Linked DNA regions of Mus musculus: region 2 is linked to region 1. A link is a contact called in public Hi-C data. All regions are on one chromosome and are shown on one strand. The core of a region is the stretch at or near the end of the contact, and the rest is flanking DNA. Distances in the headings are between cores, read along the strand shown.

The links. A called contact is a pair of places that touch in the nucleus more often than the background predicts.
Region 2: a contact with region 1 is called in a Hi-C map of Sertoli cells, with 4 times the contacts expected there. The contact joins two enhancer-like sites. A contact is called at or near these places in 2 of 484 Hi-C or Micro-C datasets (Sertoli cells and extraembryonic endoderm stem cells).

The regions. Positions count from the first base shown.
Region 1 is chr14:63,679,052-63,684,395 of GRCm38.p6, reverse strand. All of the region lies in intron 1 of Xkr6 (X-linked Kx blood group related 6), which reads right to left. Among named protein-coding and RNA genes, the nearest start is that of Gm38524, 32 kb to the right of the region's middle. Within about 2 kb of position 2,670, at least 113 of the 459 cell types and tissues checked have an H3K27ac peak or open chromatin away from gene starts, as enhancers often do. A contact at or near this core is called in Sertoli cells, where this site is marked.
Region 2 is chr14:64,545,313-64,551,154 of GRCm38.p6, reverse strand. No RefSeq gene overlaps it. Among named protein-coding and RNA genes, the nearest start is that of Mir124a-1hg, 40 kb to the left of the region's middle. Within about 2 kb of position 4,139, at least 20 of the 459 cell types and tissues checked have an H3K27ac peak or open chromatin away from gene starts, as enhancers often do. A contact at or near this core is called in Sertoli cells, where this site is marked.

The DNA of each region.
Region 1 (5,344 bases), core at 1,421-3,920:
GGTCATCTTAGATCATGACGCCAGCATTATTCATTTGGCCCACACCTCACACTTCTCTGTCAGGTTACTAATTTTTCACGGCACTTCCTTCCCTCTCAGACTAAATGCAAAGTCCCCGAGGCAAGATCATCTGATGCATAGAGTCTGGATTCTCAGTCAATGTGAGAGAATGGCCAAAGACAGGTCTGAGACACACCCACCAGCTTCCTTGCCCCTCTCTCCTCCCCTCACCAGGACAAATATGGGAACCTGGTATGTGCAAGCACATTGTGCAATGATGAGTTAAAGACATTAAGTATTCCGAGTCAAGTGATGAGAACGAAACCATCATCTCAACATTGATCTCAGTGCTGTGGACAGACAACCTGAGACTAATTTATTTCTTCAGCCAATATTTAATGAGCTTCTGTACGTACAAAGCATTAAAAATGTATAGTCTAAGATGATAAACGCTAATGTGACTAAAATCCATTACAGACACAAAGCAATACAGAGATCTTACCGAAGGTACAATGACTTATAATGGAGAAGATTAAGGTAAGTTGTTAATGCCTTGCATACTAAAGATACTTGGTAAATGGGGAGGGGTTAAAGAGATGGTTAGGTAGGCATATAAATGGTGGGTGGGTGGATAACTGAATGAAAGGGTGGTTGGATGAATGGGTGGATGCATGAATGCACGGATGGATGAATTGGTGGGGGATGGATGGTGGGTAGATGAATAATTGGACAGGTGAATGGATGGGTGGAATAATGTATGAGTGCCTACATAACTGAACAGCTGGATGAAATTTTGGGTGAGCGGATGGGTGAATGGATAAACAAGCATGATGAATAAAAAGGAGTATGGATAGATGGATAAGTAGCTGCATAATTGAACGGGTGATTAAAAGGGTTGGGGCATGAATGACTGAATGGATGTAAAGAATGAGGCAGCACTTTAATAGGTTTTGAAAGAGGAGTCACATGTGTAAAGTCACAGAGTAATGGAGTAAGCAGATTATGACTAACAAAACCACACAGTTCATGACATGGGAATACAGAAAATCACAGAGCATGACCTGGTACTGTATGGCTGAATTTCAGGTCCATTGAAAGAAGTGCTGGCACAAGAGGGAGGGGTCTCAGAGTCTTAAGACCTTATCTAACATGAGATTCCAGATGGAGGCCCTGGAACTGTACCACCCAGTTAAATGGAAATCATAAAAGCTTTCTGAATAAAAGAAAGGAATGTTATTAACAGGGACTTTCTAGGAAAGAAACATTTCAAACCTGATTAATGATAGTAAAAGGCCACACAACTGAATCTCTGAGCATCCTCCATACCCCATCCCTTCCTGTGACTAGGAGACACAGTACTGAATGCCGGGGAATCACTCTGGTGAGTGAATATTCTAGTTACTGCTTACTTAAGCACATATATACATACATGTACAACTATAAGAGATAAATATTTGCCATGCTTTTATATATGTTTGTATGTGTATGTATGTGGGTGTGCATGTGCCTGTGTATGTGAGGGTGCTTTCAGTGCCGGGAGGGGATATTAGATGCCCTGGAGCTGGAGTTATAAGTGATTGTGAGCCACCTGACATGGGAGTTGGGAACCAACTCAGGTCTTCTGCTAAAGCAGAAAGCGCTCCAGACTGCTGAACCATTTCCCCAGCCTCTATAAGTATTGTCCTTCACCCAATATATTTTTTTTTCAGATTTTTCTCGTGATACTAATGCAGCTTTTACTTAACAGCTATATAATATTCCACTAATGAATATCTATAATTTGTTATTATTTTTTATTTTTAATGGTTTTGCAACCATAACTAGTACTATGGAACACATTCCCAGCTGGAGTGTCAGGTGACAGGTGGATGATCAACTTCAGTGTTCTTGAGATATTAGTAACTACACTTGCCACCCACCAGGAGTATGTGGGCCACTCCTTGGCAGGCTTGCCTGCAGTTCGTGCCCCATGATAGACACAGATGGCATTCTTTTTGTTTGCATTCCTGGGTTACAAAGAGGTCAAATACTTTACTGTACTTACTGATCCTTTTATTTCCACCTCAGAAATCCCTCATTTATGGGCTGAGGAAGATAGCTCAGACAGCAAAGTGCTTCCCTTGCAAGCATGAGGGCCTAAGTTTGATCTCCCAAGGCCATTTTTTCAAAAAGGGAAACAGTTGACACACTAGTAATCCCAGCACTCTACGAGTAGAGACAGGAGGAGCCCTTTCTTCCCATGCTCAGAAGGGGGCTGTGAGCCTGAAGCATTTTTCCTTAATGTTTTTCCTGTTTACGACTCAGGTGTCAGAAATAAAATTAAATAAAAAATCTCACTGCAACTCGCTGAGCATGCAATCATACATGCGCACACACATACAAATGGAAAAGCAAGGGACATTCCATTAAAGAACACCTACCCTATGTTTTATTCTATTTATCTTACCTTTAAATTTCTGGTTGTGGCTTACTGAACTGCCATCAGAGTCCAAACAGCACTCGGACCTGAGATCAGCCGTGAGCTTTGAGGGGTTGGATGAGAACTCTGGCTGGAAAGGTGGGATCCTCTAGAGGCCTTGGTGTAATGCTACAGAGAACCATGCATCACTCCCTGCACTAGATCCGAGGGAGCTGTCCGTGGTGCTGCCTGCAAAATAATGCTGCTGTCACTACCTACTGAACTAGAGCCGTGGGAGCTGTCCGTGGTGCTGCCTGCGGAGTAACTGTAGTCACCACTTACTGCACTAGATTCCATGGGAGCTGTCCGTGGTGCTGCCTTCAGACACCAGCAAGAGTCTGGAGATAAGGGTTCAGATGTACTTCCTCCTGGGCGGGGGGGGGGGGGGGGGGCCAAGGTCCTCAGCCAGTATAGAGCTGAGACTCCTTTTCAAACCCTTGATTTTTCTGCTATACAACAATCAATGAATAGGTTTCTCATAACAGAATGCCATGGTTGAGGCCTGCCCAATATTCCAGATAGCTGGGCTCAGTTATGGTCTGACATGTTCCCTAAAGGCTTTGTCAAAGGCTTGAGCCTAGTTTAGTAGAACTCAAAGATGGGGCCTTTAGGAATGACTGGGTAGTGGATGTTCTGATGGATTCCGTTTAACAGGCTACTGGCGGTGGGGTAGAAACTAGAAGGTGGGCAAAGCTGCAGGAAGTGGCTGTTGAAGGGGCTATCTTTTCTCAGGCCCCCTCCTTTTTCTCTCTGCTTCCTAACAACCATGAGGAACTCTGTTCTATCACATGATTCTTGCCATGAGTCTCTACCTCATCCAAGTCAAGAAGCCAGAGCAGTGACCATGTACTGAAACCACAAGCCAAAATAAGTCTGTCTCCTTTATCTTAGTCAGGGTTTCTATTCTTGTACAAACAACATGACCAAGAAGCACTTGGGGAGGAAAGGGTTTATTCAGCTTACACTTCCACATTGCTGTTCATAACCAAGGAAGTCAGAACTGGAACTCAAGTAGGTCAGAAAGCAGGAGCTGATGCAGTGACCATGGAGGGATGTTCTTTACTGGCTTGCTTCCACTGGCTTGCTCAGCTTGCTTTCTTATAGAACCCAAGACTACCAGCCCATAGATGGTACCACCCACAAAGGGCCCTCCCCACTTGATCACTAATTGAAAAAATGCCTTGCAGTTGGATCTCATGGAGGCATTTCTCCAACTGGTGCTCCTTTCTCTGTGATAACTCCAGCTGTGTCAAGTTGACACAAAACTAGCCAGTACACCTTTGGTTTATTTTTGCCATGATTTCTGCCAGAGATGATGGAAAGCCAACAAAAGCCTCTAATATGAGGTAATGAAGGCCAAAGAGGCATCTTTCCCAGTGTGGCCACACTGAGTAATTCTTTTTCTGCTTTCCACTATTAATTTGGCTCTTTTTATTGGCTAACTGAGGATCAGTGATTGGACCTGACTTGAGGTGGAGGTTGTGACCTACCATGTTTGATAACTGTTCCATGACAGGACCTGGAGCCACTTGCCAGACTGCTCACCACTGGCTTAGGGTCACGTGACCCTGTGGTATGTTCCCTTGCTCCAGCATTCCAACTTAGCTTTTGGCTACAGTCGCACCAGTCACCTCTCCCCACACACAAAGAGAACTCTTGTGCAACCTGCCAAAGCCAAGCCCTGAGGCTCCAAAACCCTGTCGTTTTCCAGGTCCCAAGTCAGCAGATTGCATCTTGCACATATGGTGGTCCATCTTCCATCACAGAATGTAGTCCCAGCAATCGTATTAAGAGATTTGGGGCAGAGCACCATGGTGGCTCAGCAAGTAAAAGTGCTTGCACCAAAGCCTGAAGACCTGAGTTTGACTCCGGGAAACGCATGATAGATGGAGAGAAATGATTGTTGAAAACTCTCCTCTGACCTCAACATGTTTGTTTAATGTACACACACACACACACACACACACACACACACACACACACACACACACACACTAAATGGAATTTAAAAAGAGACTGGGGTGGCATGACTCTTAACATGTATTTGTATCTGGCTTATGTGTTCCAAATCCATGATATAAATGATACAATAACTATAGTAACTACTCCAGGTCAAAGCTGTTTTTTTTTTTAATTTTATATATGTAATGAGCTTGCTATCTGTGACACAAAATATAGAATTTCATACTTCTGAGTCTTTATGTTACTGGGTTTTTTGTTGTTGTTGTTGTTTGGGGCATATATAATCCATACACACACACCAAATCACCTCAGAAACAGAAAAACAAACTCTCTCTTCTGCTCCCAAATACCCGCTTCAAGTCATCTGCTGTGGTGCATGGAGCTGCTGGCGCTCTCACGAGGCCAATACCTGGGGATCGTACTGCAGCTCCCACACAGAACTTAGATTCCACACATACAGATCCTCACAACCACATGAGGCAGGGACACCATCATTATCAGCACCATCATCAGAATCAACTAGAGGTTAACTGTCTTCCAAAGCCGAAGTCTGCCTGTACCTCCCCACTGCAGGCAGAAGGCTGCTTCCCATTCACAGACTGCTCCTCGCCAGACAGACACAAAAGAAGACAAAGGCAGCTGATTCACAGGCAAGCTGCCTTGTACAATCATGAATGAATGAGTCTGCAACTCTGGGACAGAAACAGGAATTCTCCCAGTGAAGGCAGCCGAGTGCTTTCATTTTATACAAAGATGAGACTATTATTTCATTTTCTTTCCCCAGATATCAATCTGTGAAGTTCTTTTGTTTTCTGGCTCTATTTGGTTGCTTTTGAGACAGGGCCTTGGTATGTAGAACTCAAATTTGTAGGGATCTTCCTGCCTCTGCCTTTCAAGTGCTGGGACACCACCAGCCTGGCTAGT
Region 2 (5,842 bases), core at 2,890-5,389, 870 kb before region 1:
AGGAGGTTAAGCAGGGAGAGCTGTATAGCAAGAGCAGCTTTGATTCTGAGGCCTGTCTGCACTGAGTCCTTGTTCTCAAACCAAACCAGGACAGGGAACTCAGGTGAGCTCTCCAGCCTCCAGAGCACCACTCTGCCAAACACCTGCAGGCTCACTGTGCCCAGCTACTGGAAGACTTAAGACCAATCAGTCATGACCTTGGCCTTGCTTATTCTTTCCTGTTACTTAGACTATACAAAAAGTGAATAGGTCCTCAAGTTTTTCAAGTTAGGCTTTGTGTGCTTCTGTTTTTAAATCTGAAATCTGCTTATTATGTTTTCTGCTATTGTTATGTGTCAGAGCAGAGAAGGCCGCACGTCTTCACTGGCTGAGCCTCTCTGGGTATGAATTGCTTCCAGGTCTTTTTGGAGCTGGATTTATGTCCCTGTGGGCATAAACTACCTAAAAACTTCAGATACCAAGAGATGAGACTTTTGGAAGACACTAGAATACTGAGGACAGATCCCAGGATCTTACCTAAGCCATTGTCATTGGGCATCCTATCATTGAGTTACATCCCCAGCTCCATGAGTGAGTTTCACTTAGGTGGGTGTCAGAGAGGACCAACCTCAAGAGGAAGGGAAAATTGTTTAGTTTCAATGAAGTAATCAACAAGGACTTGCTTTACAAACTATAAAGTACTCTGTGACTCATGGTTGACTAAAGAAGGGCTGTTCTTTCCACGAACAATTCAGGGAAACCAGCGGGCTCAATAGGGCCATGTCAAGGGGCAGAACTCTGGTTTGATTTTATTTATTTATTTATTTATTTATTTATTTATTTATTTATTTATTTTTATTAAGTATGTGTATTTGTGTGTGTGCTTGTGAGTGTGTGTGCATGCACTCACGTGCACACATCTGTGGGTACCCTCAGAGTCTAGAAGAGGACATCAGATCTCAAGAAGCTGGAGTTATAGGTAGTTGTGAGCTCTCTGACATGAGTGCTAGGAAATGAATGTAGGTTCTCTGGAGGAGCAGCAAACCCTCTACCACTGAGCTGTCTCTCCAGCCCCAGAGCTCTGGGTTTCAAACATACATATTTGCTTCCTGCTATCCCTACCCTAAGGGTCTGGGGATATATAACCAGACATAGACTGGAGCCCAAGCCAAAATGATGGGAGAAACATCTGCTCATTTTAATCAATCTAATAAAAACACCCTTATAAATGGATTCAAAGATTTGGAACCAGACTGCAAGGTAAATGGCAGGCTGATTTTTTTTTTTTTTTTTATTGAACAGATTAGGTTGTGTCGTCTGCATGGATGCTCCTTGTGAGGTCAAGGGTTAGGCAACAAAGAGGGACTATAATCAGGCTTGGGTCTGCAGATGTAGGTAAGTCTCTGTCTTGAGAGGGATCTCTGAGGCTGTGGGTAGAAGCTGGAGGAGCCAGACAGGAACGAAGGGGCTCATCCGGTTCCATTTTTCTGGGCACTGTCCAGGGAGCTCCTTTGGTATGTTCTTGTCCACCAGCTCTTCCTAGCTCCATTTTAATGTCATGGGTGATGGATCACTTCCTGAAGGATACCCCTTCCTTAATGCATCTGTTCTCTAGCATCGGGGGACTGCCCTTCCTCTTGCTTTTCCCTGGATGGCTCCATCTGGGCTGAGGCACTGGATCCAACACCACCCTGGGGGCTTTCAGCCTAGCAAGACTCCACCATTTACTTCCCTTTCCCAGAATCACCGCACGGGCAGAGACTCCCCCAGGCAGTAAGAAGGAAGCTCAGGAAACAAGATGAACTGATGCAGGGAAGAGTTAGAAGCGTGCATGTGTGTGTGTGTGTGTGTGTGTGTGTGTGTGTGAGAAAGAGAAGAGACCTCTCCACCTACACTATCTGAGGAGCATTACCTATGCTCAAGTATATAGCAACACTCAAGATGTGTTAGCTGCCATGATTCTAATCATCACACTTACCATCTAAGTTTCTGGTGGCATGCTACTGTTTTTCACCTTGAGACAATGACCTCTGAAATCGAATGAGATCACCAATTCGAAGTCTCCTGACGCTAACATTGACTCAAGGTTAGTGCTCCACGGAGGTTTTCCCCTGCGTGGGTCTCCTGAGAGGGCATGGGCTATAACTCAGTGGTAGACACTTGCCTAGCATCTGCGAGGCCCAGGGTTCAAGTCCCACGTTGCAAAAATTTAAAAATTATCCCTGTACACCCTGGATTTCTCTGCGTCACTCCCAGTGCCTAGCCCAAAGTCAATGTGGACTCAATCTGTAGATGGAGTAAAGACTTGTCTCCTCCCCACCCCCCAGGAATGTAGCAGGATGTAGCAGCGAGTAGGAGGTACAATGGATGGATGCTTGGGTCAACACCTAGAAGGGCAGTGTACTGGCTAGTATTGTGTGTCAACTTGACACAGGCTGGAGTTATCCCAGAGAAAGATGCTTCAGTTGGGGAAGTGCCTCCATGAGATCCAGCTGTAAGGCATTTTCTCAATTAGTGATCAAGTGGGGAGGTCCCCTTGTGGGTGGTGCCATTTCTGGGCTGGTAGTCTTGGTTCTATAAGAGAGCAGACTGAGCAAGCCAGTAAAGAACATCCCTCCATGGCTTCTGCATCAGCTCCTGCTTCCTGACCTGCTTGAGTTCCAGTCCTGACTTCCTTGGTGATGAACAGCAGTATGGAAGTGTAAGCCAAATAAACCCTTCCCTCCCCAACTTGCTTCGTGGTCATGATGTTTGTGCAGGAATAGAAACCCTGACTAAGACAGGCAGCATTAGGTTGTCGGTCTAATCAGCCATCCTGGGCCTCACAGTGAGTGTTGGAAACTCTCAATAGTTTGGTATGAACCCCTCTGGCCCCAGGCTTGTATATGGAAGGCTTGTTTCCCAGGGTAGCAGGGTTCAGAAGTGGGGCCTCTGGGAAGTGCCTGGATCACATGGACTCTGATTTCATCAATGGGTTAATTCACTGATAATCTAATCTAATGGCATTATGGGGTATATGCAGAAATGTTAGAAGGTGGGCCCTAGGTGGAGAAAGCAAGTTATTGACTCTCTTCCTTCTTTCCCTCCCTCCCTCCCTCCCTCCCTCCCTCCCTCCCTCCCTCCCTTCCTTCCTTCCTTCCTTCCTTCCTTCCTTCCTTCCCAGACTTGCTTTGTAGACCAGGGTGGTCTCAAACTCACAGAGATCTGCCTGCCTCTTCCTTTTAAGGCAGAGTACTGGTAGTAAAGGTGTAGGCTACCATACTTGATTTCTTTTCTTTTTTTTTTTGCTTTTTTATTTGTGTGTGTATAGTGTGCATGTTTTGTTTTATCTATCTATCTATCTATCTATCTATCTATCTATCTATCTATTTATTTATTTTTGCATGTGTGCCCATGCCTGAAGTTTTTGCCTATAAAGGACACATTATGTGGTTATGTTACTCTTCTTTTAAAAAAACGTTATGCTTTTCAAAAACACATATGTAAATTTAAAAATTTTTATTTATTTATTTATTTATTTATTTATTTATTTAATGCATGAATGCTTTGTCTGAATGTCTATACACGCACTGCATTTGTTCTTGGAGCCCACAGAGGTCAGGAGTGGTCATCAGGTCCCCAGTAACTGGAGTTACAGATGGTTGTGAACCACCATGCAGTGCTGAGAATTGAACCCAGGTCCTCTGAAAGAGCAACACGTGCTCTCAAGCACCAAGTTACTCTCTCCACACCTCCTTATGTTCATCTTATGAAAAAGGCTAGGATATGCTTTCAACCTCCTTTATAATCAAAAGTACTCACCTGACAGCCCAAACTGGTGAAATCGAATTGGGATTTCCAAGGAAGGTCTTTGCTTTCCCAATAGAGTCGACCATATTATGAAATTACTCAAGGAGAAGTCTTTCTTGAATATGGATGTGATATCTGGAGCAGAAGCAGCCATTCTGCGCCCTACAGACTGAAGATGGCAGAAAGCAAAGCTAGCAAGATTTGGACTTTCTGCTGGCCTCATGGGGGTCTAAAGAATCACAAACAGCCACACATACCTGGGCTCCTACCTCTGCAAAATGAATTTACTGTGGGTGTCTTAGAAGGGGGTGAGCAAAGTGTGGGAGTGCTTTTCCTGCCTGGTTCCAAGGCTGCTAGAAAGAGGCTGGGGGAAGATGGGCCCGCTATGAGCTGTCCGCCGGAGTGGTGCTGATCACCACGTTTTTTCCACTGGGAGCTGTCCCTGCAACTGCCAAAGTGAATGCCTGCTGTCTACCTCTGAGAGATCCAGCAAGAGTGGTCAAGTATGCATGTGTTTCTCAGAAGGATGAGTGTGTTTCTCAGAATATGCTGTGACAGTCATTCCAGAGGCTCATTTTTAACTGGTAGAACCCTTCCAAAACCTTCACTAAGCAGAGAGAATGGAATATGCTCAGGGGTTGGGGGACAGGGACGGGGACGGAGGTGGGGGGATGGAGAGGCTGGGGTTCTTATGGGGTCTGGGCTCAGGTAAAAGAGCATGAATTCTTTCTCATCCCCTTCGGTTCCCAGGAAACACTGGTCCAGGGATGTGGGATACAAAAAGGAGAGTGACCTGTGGAGACTAGCTTTCCTCCTTTGGTGCTGGCTTTCAAACTCCGGAAACTCCTCAAGGAAGGTCCCACTTGGGATCTTAGTCTGAGAGACGCCCCTAGCACCATTTTTTGACAGTGTAGAACCTTGTTTTGTTTTCCCGAGGATTCTGAGAGTTGAATCTTTTTTTTTCCCCCTTCTTTTGTTTCCTGTCCCTTCTTGTCACCAATGTGACATTTGGGACAGGGCATATTTAGATTCTTTGCTTCTCATCACTCGGTAAACAGACACCCCTAAGCATTTTTACCCCTGGTAGTTACTCCCGAGAAACTGACATGGGAAAAAAGGAAAACAAACTCCAAACACAGGTCAGTTGCTAAGTTACACGGACTCTTAAAAGCTTTGGCGAAATAGCTGGTGCTGATCTTGGTTGCAATCTAAATAGACCTTCTGACTCCACTTAACCCCTTTCTGACCCTTCCATAAGTCCATCCGCTGGCTTCACAGTCACCCTGTGATCTCTCTGCTGATTCACTGGTATGATGCATTTACATCTTCCGTGGATCTTTGGTGGGACCTGATGGGGGAAAGAGCTGGGTGAAGCTGGAGGAACAGACAAAGGCAGGGTTTACCTTTACCTGTGTGGGAACTTCTGTTTACCTATCCTCCAAATCCCGTACCAGTCAGGAAGTTCCTTTGGAAAATGCCTCTGTAACTATCGTTTTATCGGAGTCACGGCAGTATTTAACAGATACACTTGAGATCCAATCGTAGTTCTTTTTAAATTCCCAACTTGTTTAAGTGGAGAATTGCTTTGCATATTTAGAATTTCTTTGGCTTACCAAACTAGATCATAGCATTTCTCTCCATCTATTAAATCTATGACTAAGACATCCACTTAGCTCCCATGTAAATTCTTTTTAAAGGCAAAGGAGACATTCTTCCCTCTCCCCCCTATCTAATAGTATTGGAGACTCGGAATGGGCTATTTTATTTTATTTTATTTTTTGGTATTCAGACTTGGGCTATAAGGAGGGTGTGCTCTATTTTGTGGCCAAGTGTGGTCATCCTAAATGTCTGTTAGGAACTGGAGCCTGCTCCTTCTCCACCTCCTCATCCCTTACCCTTCCTTAGAGCTTTCATACCAGGCTATCCCTTGATAGCTCTTTTTATTTTGTAGTCCATGACTTACACATGACTGATTAAAGACAGTCTAAGTAGTCAGGCCTCTGGATTCAGCTCTGATTGCCTTTTCCTACCTCCCTTTCCAAATTACCTAGCTTTCACCATCTTTCAATTCCCC